3 separate regions of the Mus musculus genome follow, and all the other regions are linked to region 3. A link is a contact called in public Hi-C data. All regions are on one chromosome and are shown on one strand. The core of a region is the stretch at or near the end of the contact, and the rest is flanking DNA. Distances in the headings are between cores, read along the strand shown. Region 1 has its middle 62 kb from the start of Gm42208. Region 2 has its middle 40 kb from the start of Gm42208. Region 3 has its middle 11 kb from the start of Gm11548.

Region 1 (2,778 bases), core at 198-2,697, 150 kb before region 3:
CTATATCTGAGGTCTTTGCAGTCTGTAAATTATGCAATTACTACCTGCTTGCCCTACAGAGTTGTGTGAGGATTAAACAAAGTGATAAAGAGTCGCTCAACAAATATTTCCTTAAGAAAACTAAAACAGCCCATCCTCGGTTTCCAGCTTCTAATGGTTGACACTCGAGTCTCCACGTTTTGCCCACCCTTGCCCACTGGCCACTATTCTTCATTAGCTGTGAGGTCTCTCCTTCACTTATTTCACATAAATAAAAGACTCATAAGTTTTTAAGGCAACTTTCTCCTTAAAATGTTGCAACAGCACTCCATCTCCATGAGCTGTCGTCACGCACTCTATCAAACCATGAGATGAATACAGCACCCACCCCATATGTGGAGATTCCTGCTGTGAAACCACATAGAGCTGATTTATAGATTGTTTATGACCATACACAGGTACCTAAGGTCACATTTTTCTTTTAATTAAAACTTTATTGTAAATAACTTACAAATTAAAAAAAAATCACAGATTAGTCAGACCCAAAGACTATATATCTTGTTTGAACTTTTATACAGTTAAAATAGTCATTTTGAAGTTACAGAGTTTCACTTTTACTATCAATTATATTTTTATGCACTTACCCTGTCCTAGTTTGCTTTTTGTTGCTATGACAAATGCCATTCTCCACAACAATTTGAGGAAGAAAGGAATCACCTGGCTTTTGAGTTTCCAAGGCCTGTACCATGAAGGAAGTACACAAAGTCATTTGCCAAGGGGCATCTGTCTCCAAAACATGTGTGTGTGTGTGTGTGTGTGTGTGTGTGTGTGTGTGTGTTGTATACAAAACAACCTAAACAACCAAGCAAGCAAATAAACAACAATAAAACCTGTTTCAGCCACCATTGTTTATCACACACCACCCTAAACCTTAGCTACAGAACATACCAATAACTACAGAACGTTAAAGAACAACACACTGCCTCATCTGAATGAGAGCTAGGCCATCCCAAGAGTGAGTGGCTAGGTGAAGGTGAAGGTGAAGGTGAAGGTGAAGGTGAAGGTGAAGGTGAAGGTGAAGGTGAAGGTGAAGGTGTTGGCCAGTTAAGATATCCTAAAGGCTATTCCCTCCCATACTCTACCTGGACTGAAGAGACACTAAGAGGAATGGTGTGCAGGAGTTTGAAGCTGTAGGTAATATAGCCCTATAATTTCATAACAAGAGCTTAGTGGGATGTTCTGGCTGGTGTTCCGACCAGAATGTCAGTAGAAATATGGACAGCCGAAGCCAGGCTCGTGAGATTGGGGAGGGGCACTCACTGTGAGTTGAATGAGAGGCATTAATGCTACATTCTGGCAATGAATCTGGCTGTGTTTTCCGCCTATTTTTCTGAAAAATTGTTTAAGGCTGAATTCAAAGGAATGGACTAAGTTGGTTGGTGGAGGACATTTCAAAACAGCTAAACATCCAGGCTGTGACATAACCATTGCTCACCACTCTCTGATTCACAATATGGGGGCTGGTGAGAGGCTGAGCAGGAAAAGGAACTGGCTGCCTGCCAAGCCTGTGGACTTGAGTTTATGCTCCAGAGCCCACACGGTTCTAGGAAAGAGAGAACTGACTCCCACAAATTATGCTCTAACCCTCCCCCACAAACATGTCATGCACACACACGTGAAAATCACACATGTGGGCAAAGAGCACAATGTAGTAAGAAGTGTGGACAGAGTCGCTGTTATCACTGAAGAGACCTGCTCTTCGAGAGCAGCATCTACACACTGAGAAAAGCTCTTGCAGGGTAAGACTTCGCATATCTAGAACCTCAGCTTGTAAAAATGCAAATTCGTTTGAAAAAAAGAATGCCTGAACCAAGTCCTCAGGGCATCCTGCCCAAGTGAAACCACTTAGAAATGTTCTCTCCCTGGGCACAACAGAGCAGGTGCCCTGAAACTACTGAAGACCAGTGGTGGAAGGAAGGAAGGCAAACTACATTGCCCAACCACCTCCAGTAGGATGTGTGTGACAAGTTCCACAGACTGAGGCGGTTGATCTCGAAAGGGGGAGGCCTCCTGGAACCTCGCTGGAGAAAAATTATTGCGCCGTAGTTCTCATGGCAATCTATCTGTTTTGTTTTCTCCTATGCCTTTCCTTATTTACATGTTCCTGGTAGCCTAGGGCAATAATGGGTAAGAAACCATCTCTTGAGATGGGGTCACTAACATGGCCTTAGCCCCGGGGAAACCAATGCTTTACTTTTTAAATCATTTACAACACTATAATGATAGATAAAAAAAAAACTTTACCAACAATACAATTTCATATGGCTGCACGTGTGTCATCGGAGGTGGGTTTTGGTATGTGGTAAAGAAAGCCTTAATTAGAAAGAATTAAAATAGTTTAAATTTATGTGCTGAAGATTTATAGAAAATCAGGCATTAGCTGTTAAATAATAGCTGACCATATGGGGCTGGAGAGGTAGCTCAGCGGTTAAGAGCACTGACCATAAAGATCTATTAACCTGCTTGGAAATATGCCACTAGCCCCACTAAATTCATCCTTTTGGAATTGTTATGTTTTGATGATTTATATTAATAATGATGTTACCTGTTCTGTTTGTGATTCACTGAACACATAGTTTCAGAGTTGTAATGCTTAGAAGATTTTTGTGCTTTACTGTGCCAAATGATTTTTGTTGGTATTTGTGATTGTTTCGCTGGATACAGATTCTAAGAGATGTAATGTCTAGTTTTTTAATATATAAAATCCCTTGCTTGAGAGCTGCAAAATACACTCAGATT
Region 2 (2,700 bases), core at 145-2,644, 180 kb before region 3:
AGTAAGGATGCCTGAAAAAATTTATAAGAAATTATATTACTATCCATCTAATTAAAAATACCTATAATAAATGTAAGTCTGTGTATACATATAAATATATGGTTTATTTAAACCATATTTTCCCGTCTGGGAAATGTTTCTCCCAAGACTATGTAACAAACCCCCCAACACCAGACATAGGAACCCCATTTTTGAATTCTTGGTCAGGGTTGTTCAAGACACATTCAAAAGGTTATAGACTATTACTGTCCCTCCAACCCCAAGAGGTAGAAGCTAAGTCCCTATCACTGAAGGGATCCTACACTTCAGACCCAGGACCCAGAGGACCAAGAGGTGGAAGCTAAGTCCTATCACTGAAGGCATCCTACACTTCAGACCCAAAAGCCAGAGGACTAGCTATCATGATATCAGAAGGCTCTATGCAAGAATCCAAAGAAAGGAAAAACCAATAGTCCTACCCAGCTATGATAGTTATTAAAAACCAATATATATATATATATAATATATAATATATATATATATATATATATGTATATATATATATATATATATATATATATGGCTAGCATGTCACAATAACACCAAGGGTATACACACCTTGCTGGCAACCAACAGCTTTCTAATTGTACTTAAGGCCTATTCAATAACAGAGAGAGCTAGCCTAGTATTAGAAACCTAGACAACTACTCAACGCTAAGGAGGTCATGGATCTTGGAGGAGAACCTACAACCACTACTTTTTAAAACCAGCATAATGTTAACTACATTCTAAATATTTATCCTTGTACTCACAGATAATCTATCTTATTTTCTTCATCAAGAAAACTTCTATTTGCAACAGACAGAGACCACTACAGAAAATCACAGCCAATCCAATGAAGAGCTGTGGGAGCCTAGTCCCAATCTACATCTATAACACAACTCCTGCACCCAGGGCTCAGGAATCATTGCAGAAGAGAGGCTAGAAAGACTGTGAGAGCCAGAATAGGAAGGTCCCTGTGAGATAGCGTCATGTGGAAATGTCAGAGAAGCTAGATACAGAAAGTCTCACCAGCACGGCTGCCTAAACATGACCTGAACACAGACAAGTTCAATAGATCTAGCAAGGTGGAAGTGGAAAAGCTTACAAAGCTTCAGCCCTAGGCAGGGAACTATGGGTAAAGAAGAAATGCTGGGAATGGGAGAAATCGTCTTCCCCTGGGATGATAAGAGCTCAGTTATATCCAATACACAATGGTCAGCCCTGAAAACATAAGAATACAAGTAACACAGGTAACATTGCACAGTCTTTCAAGGTCTCTCCCTCCCCCTCCCCCTCCTTTCTCTCTCACACACACACATCACATGCATGCACACACCACACACACACACACACACACACATTGTAAAAAGAGGAAATGAGACCATAAACTTAAAAAGAGTAAGGAGCATATATGGGAGGCAGTTAAAGGGAAGCAAGTGAAAGGGGAAATGATGTAATTATACTACAATCTCAAGAGATAATTAAAAATTAAGACAAATAGCTGACAGTTATATAAAAAAAGGTGCTACACTCTTTAAGTATCACTAAGAAAATGTAAATGACCACAGCAAGACCTCTTACCTGTTAGAATAGCTATTATCAAAGTCACAAAAGAGACCAGTGTTGGTCAGGATGCAGACATAGGTTCACTTGTATCTTGTTGGTTACATGGATACAACTCCTGCCAGTATGGAAAACTATATAGAAGCTTCTCAAAAAATGTAAAACTAGTTTGGCCACGTATCTAAAGGAAATTAAATTTATGTGCTAATAGTAGACCCAGAAGCCACTGCATTCAAACAATCACAGATGAGTAAATGAAGATTTTTTGGTGCATCTGTGCAATTAAATATTACCAGTTTAATTTTTTATTTGTGTGTATGTGATGTGTGTATATACATATATATGTATATATATGCATATATATAGCATATTGTGTGCATATATACATGTGTGCAAGCATGCATGCGTGTGTATGGATGTGTATGTATGATATGTATATGTATAGCATGCATGCGTGAGCACCTGTGTGTGTGCACACATGTGTCTGAATGCAGGGATACATATGGAAGTCAGAAGACAAATGTGGGTGTCTATCCTCACCATTTAGCTTTTCTAAGACAGGGTCTCTCTGTTGTCCCTCAGTCATACACCAGGCTATCTGGGCACGAGTGTCCACTGATCCTCTTTGCTCTGCCTCTCATTTTACCATAGGAATACTGCAATTATAGACACACTACTGTGCCTGGCTTTATGTGGGTTCTAGAGATTAAAACTCAGGTCCCTCACTCTTGCACAGTAAGCACTGAGCCATCTCCCTCCCTACCCATTACTCCGTCTTTAAATAAACAAAAAAGCAGAAGCAGCGTTCTCTTTCGTTTTCTATTATTTATCTTTCCTCTTGACATTGAACATACAGCATACTTTAAAACACTCTAAAAGAATCAGTTCTAAAATGTCATTGCTCAAAACATTTCAGAAGAATTCACTCAATGATCACTAAGTAGAAAATTAAAAGCAGTTTAGTTTTCTCATGGGAAAATACTTTAAATATTAAGAAGCCCACATTACACCCTCTGAATATCAATAATTTTCCAGAAATCAATCTCAAAGTGACCAGGAACTCCTACCTGATGAATAGCTTTCATAATGCTGGAAGGTGGCTAGGGGAGGGAAATC
Region 3 (2,779 bases), core at 1-2,500:
AGGGAGATCCGTGCATCCCCTCCTGAGCCCTCCTTGTTATTTAGCCTTTCTGTGTGTGTGTGTGTGTGTGTGTGTGTGTGTGTGTGTGTGTGTGTGTGTATTAGTTATTTTAGCTTGGTGTTTTTGTGGGACTCCTAACAGAGGGAGCAGGGGTTGTTTATGATGCTTTTGCTGCCTTTAGAACCCCGTCCTCCTACTGCATTGCCCTGTCCAGTCTTATTATAAAGAGAGTTGCCTAGTCATATTATAACTTAATATGCCATGTTTGGTTGATATCCCTGGGAGGACTGCGCCATTCTGAAAGGTAATGGAGGAGGAGTGGATGAGAAGGAAAGAGGTGGCAGGGCAGGGGGCTGAGAGGAGAGGAGTGAGGGGACATTGTGGTTGGGATGTTATATATGAGAGAATAAATTAATAAAACAAAGTTTCCTGGGGTAGCACCCAATTCAGCCTGTGTTACTGCTGAGGGGCCAGGAACAGTGACTCACCAAACCATGTGCTTGTTAGGGTTTCCTCCAGCCACCAGCAGACGTGCTGGAATTACTTCTGTGAGGTACAGAATACAATTTCTTTTTAAAAAGACTATAAGCCAAACCATTATTAGATATTATACAGCCATAATAAAATACCAATGCATAAAATCTCCCCTAGCAGTTTCCATCAAAATTGTACTACATCCAGCTACAAAACAGAAGTGAGGGGGCCTCAATATATTATAGCCCACCGTTAGTCACAGATCATTTATTAAGTAGACAAAAAAATACCCAGGCGTTTTTAACTTTCATCAGAGTTGTGTGAGGGGAAACTGCTTGTGGCCCCAGACAAGGAGAAAGTACCCAGCCTCAATGCCAGTCCTGCCAAAGCTGACTATCTGGGAAGCTGCATTTTCTATTAGACAACCAGCAATGTCTGGAGACTTTCTTTCAGCTTACCCTGGACCCAAACCAAAGTGATCAATATTTCCATGTCAGAAGCTTAGCCCTGTGGTGGTGACCTCCATCTTGCTTCACAATATATTGGCAAAGTCAGGTTGGCCGGAAAATAGGCAGGTCAAGGGTGCCGAAAAGTAATGGTTTCGCTTTTAAAATCCTGAGCTAATGGCTAATTTAATATCCTGAGCTGAGCTACTTGTAATGCCTGTACCTCCTCCCTGGAGGTGGCACAGGACCAATAGCTAATGATTCCTTAGCTATCTTTTATTTAGTAATGACAACAGCAGCAATCATGGCTGGACATTTGCTAACTGCCTGATATGAATCACGTCAGCTTTGTGCTGTTATCCCAGGGCTGTGACCTCTCTTGGCTGGAGAAGCGCCTCAATTGATAGGAAGCAGGAAGCAGCGCCACCTGGCGGACTCTGTCTGAAGTGTGTAAGAGAATCAACTCACAGAAGTCTCACTTCAGTGTGTGCAAGGGACCTGAGTCGTCTTTCAGGCCTGCGCAGTTCTCTGATGGCTCCTGCCTGTTAGGTCTCAGAGAAACTCAGGACAAAAGGCTAACTGAAATGCCTATTTAGCTCGCAAAAGCGGATGCTAGTGGCCAGGCTCTCTCAGCATCTCTCAGTACCACCCCCTACCTCCCGCCCCAAACCTCTCCAGCCTCTGAGCATCATTGTTCTTGTTTCTATATAACCCACCCATTTTGACCTCTGGCTTTCTTGGTTACCCTTTGGACTCTTGGCCTCTTGGTTCTTCTTCTTCTCCTGGTCCCCTCTCTTGTCTCTCTCTCTCTCTCTCTTTCTTCTTCTTCTTCTTCTTCTTCTTCTTCTTCTTCTTCTTCTTCTTCTTCTTCTTCTTCTTCTTCTTCTTCTTCTTCTTCTTCCTCTCTTCTCTCCCTCCCATCTCTCCTCTCTGCTGGCCATGTTCCGTCCATCCGTACTCGTCCAGATGCCTCTGGCTCTTCTCTCCCTCCTATCTACAATAAAAACCTTCTCTCAACCATACCTAGAAGGGACCATGCCCGTGTTTTCATTCACTGCCCTCAAGGGATCTGCAAAAACAAACAAATTATAACGTTCTACTTCATGAATGCTCACATTTAGAGACTGCTCCCCGCGCGCCCAGATAGAATTAGATGTTCCGTTTTTCTCAAGGGGCAGGGGTATCCTTTAAGGAAAGACTTTTGGTCCCGGGCCTAATGTTGGGAACACTGCGTTACTTGGCAGCTTTGGTTGCCAGTGAAGAAGGCCAGTGCCAAGAAGAGCCGCTAAGACAGAGTTTAGTGACTTTCTCAGGCTTAGCCTTTCAGGTGGGTTTTGGCCTGGCAGAGAGACAAATTTTTTTAGCTGGGTCCTGGATCCCAGTAGGAAAGGCATTATTTATTGCTACTAAATAAGAGACTTTCCATACTAAGACTTTCTGCTTGAGTTAGTGGGTAGTCACTTCCAGCCGCCTGTCCTGGGTGAACATTGATGCCTACCCTTGTGCACGGAATTGCTAGAATAGTCCTCTGCCCAGGTTTGGAGACAGCCTGCTGTGGACAAAGCTGTTTCAGACCCAGGATTCAGGACTGAAGCGTTCACCAGGACGGAAGAGGCTCAGGCAGAGAAAGCCCGAAAGCCCGAAGCTGAACTGGCTTCTCAGACTTTTCTGAAGAGCTTTTGCGACTTTGGGGCCCACAGCTTTGCCACGTCTGCAAGAGACAGCGGCGAGATGCCGCCCCCAAGCGGCTTCATAGAGTCATGACTCAGATTCCTTTTATAACCTACCGCATCCCTGATGCATGATTCCCTGAAGACAAGTGGAGCTTCCTAACACACATACACACACACACACACACA

The links. A called contact is a pair of places that touch in the nucleus more often than the background predicts.
Region 1: a contact with region 3 is called in a Hi-C map of pancreatic cancer cells, with 7 times the contacts expected there. The contact joins two enhancer-like sites. A contact is called at or near these places in 3 of 39 promoter capture datasets (embryonic stem cells, hippocampal neurons and stem cell-derived epiblast-like cells), 36 of 484 Hi-C or Micro-C datasets (the G1E-ER4 cell line, LSK cells, Sertoli cells and 13 more) and 2 of 115 datasets of contacts at active chromatin or transcription factors (embryonic stem cells and pancreatic cancer cells).
Region 2: a contact with region 3 is called in a Hi-C map of bone marrow-derived macrophages, with 2.7 times the contacts expected there. The contact joins two enhancer-like sites. A contact is called at or near these places in 9 of 484 Hi-C or Micro-C datasets (LSK cells, bone marrow-derived macrophages, cortical neurons and 3 more).

The regions. Positions count from the first base shown.
Region 1 is chr3:36,339,519-36,342,296 of GRCm38.p6, forward strand. No RefSeq gene overlaps it. Among named protein-coding and RNA genes, the nearest start is that of Gm42208, 62 kb to the left of the region's middle. Within about 2 kb of position 1,448, at least 39 of the 459 cell types and tissues checked have an H3K27ac peak or open chromatin away from gene starts, as enhancers often do. A contact at or near this core is called in embryonic fibroblasts and pancreatic cancer cells, where this site is marked.
Region 2 is chr3:36,317,412-36,320,111 of GRCm38.p6, forward strand. No RefSeq gene overlaps it. Among named protein-coding and RNA genes, the nearest start is that of Gm42208, 40 kb to the left of the region's middle. Within about 2 kb of position 1,395, at least 10 of the 459 cell types and tissues checked have an H3K27ac peak or open chromatin away from gene starts, as enhancers often do. A contact at or near this core is called in bone marrow-derived macrophages, where this site is marked.
Region 3 is chr3:36,494,326-36,497,104 of GRCm38.p6, forward strand. No RefSeq gene overlaps it. Among named protein-coding and RNA genes, the nearest start is that of Gm11548, 11 kb to the right of the region's middle. Within about 2 kb of position 1,251, at least 71 of the 459 cell types and tissues checked have an H3K27ac peak or open chromatin away from gene starts, as enhancers often do. A contact at or near this core is called in bone marrow-derived macrophages, embryonic fibroblasts and pancreatic cancer cells, where this site is marked.